Regions from separate parts of the Mus musculus genome. Here region 2 is linked to region 1. A link is a contact called in public Hi-C data. All regions are on one chromosome and are shown on one strand. The core of a region is the stretch at or near the end of the contact, and the rest is flanking DNA. Distances in the headings are between cores, read along the strand shown. Region 1 has its middle 12 kb from the start of Gm19866. Region 2 has its middle 33 kb from the start of Gm35333.

Region 1 (2,700 bases), core at 185-2,684:
TTGAATGAGAAAGGCGGGTGGCGGTGAGCTGCCCAGCTCATGGTTTGCTGAAAGCATATGGCTCGCTCCTCTCTTTATCCCACAAGAACCAAGCATTGGTCTCCCCCCGCCCCCCACACTGGCCCATTGATTCTGGCTGGGAATCAAATCCAGTAAGAAACACCTGCCATCTCCTGCTGAATCACAAGCAAACGCTACACATGCCAACTGGCAGGGAGAGGAAGAGAGGCCTGGGAAGAAATGTCACTGCTGGTGTTACTAAGAAATGAGGCCCTACTGTGGGTCCCTCTCCTCTCCTCTCCTCTCCTCTCCTCTCCTCTCCTCTCCTCTCCTCTCCTCTCCTCTCCTCTCCTCTCCTCTCCTCTCCTCTCCTCTCCTCTCCTCTCCTCTCCTCTCTTCTCCTACATTCTTGTTTACTTCCACTGTCTGTCTGTCTGTCTCTCCCCCGCCCCCCACTAATACTCCCCTGAGCCTCTGAAGTCTGCATGTCTCTGGCTACTTCTCTGTTAGACACTGAATGAGAGAGGCAATCTTACTTTGGGCCACAGCTTCTGTGGATAAAATATGTGCAAGTGTGTATGAAGAGTAGAGATGTATGTGTGTGTGTGTGTGTTTGTCTCTGTGTGTGTTTATATGTGTGTCTGTATGAGTGTCTATGTGTGTGTTTGTATGTGTGTCTCAGTGTGTGTGTGTTTGTCTCTCTATGTGTCTCTCTGTGTGTTTCTATGTATGTCTGTGTGGTGTGTGTTTGTCTCTGTGTATGTTTGTATGTGTGTCTGTGTGTTTTTGTCTCTGTGTGTCTCTCTGTGTGTTTGTATGTATGTCTGTGTGCCTGTCTCTTTGTGTGTTTGTATGTGTGTCTGTGTGTGTGTTTGTATGTGTGTCTCAGTGTGTGTGTGTGTTTGTCTCTCTCCGTGTGTCTCTCTGTGTGTTTGTATGTATGTCTGTGTGTCTGTCTTTTTGTGTGTTTGTATGTGTGTGTGTGCGTGTGCGTGTGCGTGTGTGTGTGTGCATTGAGATTGTCCGGTAGTTATAAATGTTTACTGATCTCAGGAGCATTACTGCCTGAAGAGGGAGTTATAAGCAAGAAGAGAAGCAGGCAGTGCACCACTGTTCACATGTAACAGGATTCCTGCACCCTGTGTTTCTGTTACAACCTCATGGCCCTTGCCAGCCTGTGAATGGGCCTTGCTCAGCAGAGGAGGGAAGGATGCTTGTAGCAGCTGGAGGGGAGCGGGTGCATCCTGGGAATTAGTGCCTTCCTTGGTTTCATGATGGGGCACTCCAACAGTACCCTTGTCCCATCACATCACCCTTGGGCTGAAACAGTGAATCCCCGATCCTGCTTCTCCAGATGGACAGACACGGCATCTGTGCCCTCGCTCGTCTCGCTGCTGGCTGCTCGCTCTTGTGGCTCTGTGCCAGCCTTCCTTGCCCTCCTGGCCAGTAGGCCAGCCCTCGGGGCTACACTGGCTGGCCTGCTGCAGACAGAGGAGCTCTGTAAATGCAGTCCCCAGTGGGCAGCTGCATGTTTTTCTATAGAGAGAAGCTGTCATGAGGAGACCAGGAGGGCGAGGGGGTGGCACCTGAATATTTCCTTTCTCCCCACCTCCGTTTCCTTGAGCAAGGCTTCCACTGTGCCCATGATTCCCTTGTCCTGGTGAAGGCAGTTTGACAGCTCCATAAATTACACTGAGACACCACTGCTAATAGGCAGAGACTGTACCGGACCACCCAGGAGTAGCCTGGGCCCTCTAGGCCTGCACGTAGATACAGTAATGCAAATTGCTTAACCCTTTGTCACTCCTGGCAGCAAGCAGAACAAAGGGGCTTCGTAAAGTCCCCTTTCCCAACAGCCTGGGTCCAGGTCTCCATTCTCCTTATAGCCCAGACAACCCACACCTCCCTTCTTTCCTTGCCCTCCCCCCAAATGTCAGCAGAGACTTGTGCAGAGCTTGGGCACAGAAAGGTGATCTCTGGGGATGTAGGACTGTCATTGCCATAGGTAGAATGTGGGCTGGGCCCTTGATGAGGAAGAGGACCAGCAGGTATGCAGAGGAGCTGCCACAAATCTTGGTCTGTGGGAGAGGAGCCACCATGCAGCCCGTCTAAGCTTCTACAAGGCATCATGACTGACAGTTAAGGTCTCTGTTCTCATGAAGGAAGAGAAGGGGAGTCCTTGATGGAGAGAGGGAGAGAGGGAGAGAGGGAGAGAGGGAGAGAGGGAGAGAGGGAGAGAGGGAGAGAAGCCAAGCCTCCTTTCTTTGCCTGGTGGGAAACCTCAACTCAGGTTTCCTCCTTCATTAGTGACTGACTATCAGTTGAGGAATTAGCATCACTAGAGGTCAAGGATACCTGATACCCTGATACCCATGGTCCTTTATAGCCTGGTGGGAAGAAGCCTTGTGCCAGCTGAACCCATTACTGACCTGTCCCGTTAACTATACCTGCGCCCTTGACCACTTCCTGGCACAGCCCTGGCCTGTTGTCTATACCTGATCCTTTGTCCACTCTCTGAGCACACATACTTTCTACATCAGTCCAAGACTTTCTGACTTTGTGAACATCTATGTGTCTGCTCCTCTCCAGCCTCTCAGTGCTTGGTAAAGGAAGCCTTCCTAAATCTCTGTGTCTGGCATTGACACAAAACTGGACTGGGCACTTCCTGATGCCCTTTCTGGATTCTTTTTCCCTCCTAGC
Region 2 (2,700 bases), core at 54-2,553, 540 kb after region 1:
ACTTAAGGATAGAAAAGTTCTCTTTATTTGTTGTCCTTGAAGTCAGGCATATACTTTCACCCTGACCTAGTGAGGGTCATGACCTGCACAGCCCCACCCACAGTGGCCCGGTTTGTCTGGTGTATAGAGATCCTGCTCAGGGTGGTTTTATCTCCCCTCCTAGGCCTCAGGCCTCTGGGACTTGCTGGCAAATGTGGTTCTTCATTGATTCTTAGGGCTGTGTACTAAGCCTTTGCCTTCTGGGGACCCTGTCATCTATGTGTGGCCTGCAGACTACCAGGGTTCTCTGTGCCCAGCCTGCACCTTCATCTGGCTGCTCAGTCCCCTCTTGAGCTAAGCTGAACTTGGAGAAAGGCAGGCTGCTTTCTTCATGTCATTCAGCACTGACTCTAGTCCCAGACAGTCTGTTTTCCTGAACTTTCCTTCCAAGGAAGTGTGGGAGAAGGTTCTGGAAGGTGGCTACGTAAATACCACTTCAGCCAGTGAAGCCAGGACCCGTCCGGAAGTGTCTTGATTAATTTGTTTTCTGAACAGATCACAAACACTGGCTCTCCTCTGAAGTAATATTTGATGAGTTTCATAACAATCTTTTTACAGTAACAGACAAAACTGACTCATGGGGCAATAAAATTGGGCTCTCTCGCTTCCCTTGGCATAGGAAACCATTGCCAGAAGTCAATTTTTTTTAATTACCTCTCTTTTGGTGCTGTTTTTTAGCCAAGAAAATAATCAGAAAGAGAGCACTGTGGCAGTTGATGAGCAGAGGTAGTGGGTTTCTGTCCGTGGGCCGGGTGGGCCTCTGTCTGTGGGCTGTGTGGGCCTCTGGAGCAGGCTGTACAGCAGCCTGAGCTGACCTCAGCTGCCCTTTCTCAGAGCCAAAAAGAATGCCTTCTAAGCAAAGGGAACCCCTCTCTTGGGATTATAAATGACACCTTTCATTTGGTCATCTTTGATAGTTTCTGTGTTAAATGATTTTAATGTGGAAAACTCTGGGGTAAGCCAGCCAACTCCATGATGTCTCTGTGAAAACTTTTCAATCAGGAGACAAATTTGACTTGTCAAATTTGATATGTCAAAAAAAAAAAAAAAAAAAAAAAACCTACGAGAGGTACCTGGAGGGTAAGAGGACTGGCTGCTCCTCCAGAGGACCGGAGTTCGACTCCCAGCACTGTTAAGGTGGCTCCGAAGTGTCTATAACTCCAGTTCTAGGAAATTCAACATCTTCTGCAAGCTTCCACGGGCACTGCACATGCTGCACAGACATGTGTCAGACCAAACACCCACGCACCTAAAATGCAAGGCTTGAAAACAGCTGCAAAAGGAAGAACAAAAGAGAAGCAGCTCCATTAGGCAGCCCAAGACATGCTCTGAGATGTAAGTGTAAGACCTTTTCCTGCTGAGGAGTAGCTTGGCTCCCTCATCACATCAGCTGGCCCAGAGGGCTGCGTCCCTCCATGCAGCCAGCCCACTAGACTGCTGTTACAGCCCCTGTGTAAAAAACAAAACAAAACAAAACCAAAAAACAAAACAAAAAACAGCCAAAGCCACAGACAGGATCCACTGGCTAAACTTTTGGCTACATTGTATTGCTTCCTCTTTCAGCCACTCACTCACTCATTGATTCATTCATTCATTGATTCATTCATTCATTGATTCATTCATTCATTGCCGGCTTGGAGACTTGTGGGCCAGATGACCGGAAGCATAGAGAATTTATTAGTAAGCTACTTTTGTGCCTTGAACACGATTTTCCATTTTATCTTTGTTGTATCTTTGCTGTGGAAATGGCTCCACCCAGTGGTGTCCCCAAGGAATTACATGTCACATTCGTCATAATTTAACTGTCCCCGCTTTAGGCAGACAGACGTGAGTTACTAAATATTTCATAGCATTAAAGTAATTGATTTGTATGAAAATTTATTATCACCGAGATTCTCTCCCCCAACCCAAACTCCATTAGAGTCTTCGATAAACATCATGATGTCTCTCTTAACAGGGAAGAGTCAATATTGAGTTAAAGCAGCGGTTCTCAACCACTTTGGCAAACCTCTTATCTCCAAAAATACTTGCATCACAATTAATAACAGTAGAAAAATTACAGTTATGAAATAGCAACTAAAATAATTGTATGGTTGTGGGTCACCACAACATGAGGGGCTCCGTTAAAGTCATTAAAGTGTCGCAGCATCAAGAAGGTTGGGAGCCAAAGTTATAGGAAGAAAAGTCAAAGCCAGGTTTCTATCATTTAAACTGAAGTGTATTCACCTCCTAGAAGTGTGTGTGTGTGTGTGAGAGAGAGAGAGAGAGAGGGAGAGAGAGAGAGAGACTCTGAGATCTAATTTATTTTTACTAATCTATTCTTTGACAATTTGATACGTGTGTATAATGCATTCTGTTCACACTCATTCCTTCACTCTTTCTTACCCTCCTCCTATTCCACCAAGCCCCATCCCTCTTGTTTCTGTTTTGTGATCCACCAGCTCTAGTGACCGCCATTAGCTTGGGCTAGAGTGTGGAGAGTCCATTGAATTGTGGATAACGCAGAAGTGGCTACATCACTGAAGAAAATTATTTCCCCCCCCCCGCCCCCCACCGCAGTCATCCACCACCATTCACCCCCTGGGCGGAGGGGATCCTATGAAACTCTTTCCCATCTATGGCTGAATGTTTTGGGGGCTCAGACTTGTGCAGACAGCTCTA

The links. A called contact is a pair of places that touch in the nucleus more often than the background predicts.
Region 2: a Hi-C map of muscle stem cells shows a contact between it and region 1, with 2.7 times the contacts expected there. The contact joins two enhancer-like sites. A contact is called at or near these places in 1 of 15 datasets of contacts at CTCF or cohesin (the NIH/3T3 cell line), 6 of 484 Hi-C or Micro-C datasets (the HL-1 cell line, embryonic fibroblasts, embryonic stem cells and 2 more) and 5 of 115 datasets of contacts at active chromatin or transcription factors (embryonic basal ganglia, embryonic forebrain, embryonic hindbrain and 2 more).

What each region holds. Positions count from the first base shown.
Region 1 is chr13:59,926,282-59,928,981 of GRCm38.p6, forward strand. No RefSeq gene overlaps it. Among named protein-coding and RNA genes, the nearest start is that of Gm19866, 12 kb to the left of the region's middle. Within about 2 kb of position 1,435, at least 50 of the 459 cell types and tissues checked have an H3K27ac peak or open chromatin away from gene starts, as enhancers often do. A contact at or near this core is called in muscle stem cells, where this site is marked.
Region 2 is chr13:60,466,603-60,469,302 of GRCm38.p6, forward strand. No RefSeq gene overlaps it. Among named protein-coding and RNA genes, the nearest start is that of Gm35333, 33 kb to the left of the region's middle. Within about 2 kb of position 1,304, at least 57 of the 459 cell types and tissues checked have an H3K27ac peak or open chromatin away from gene starts, as enhancers often do. A contact at or near this core is called in muscle stem cells, where this site is marked.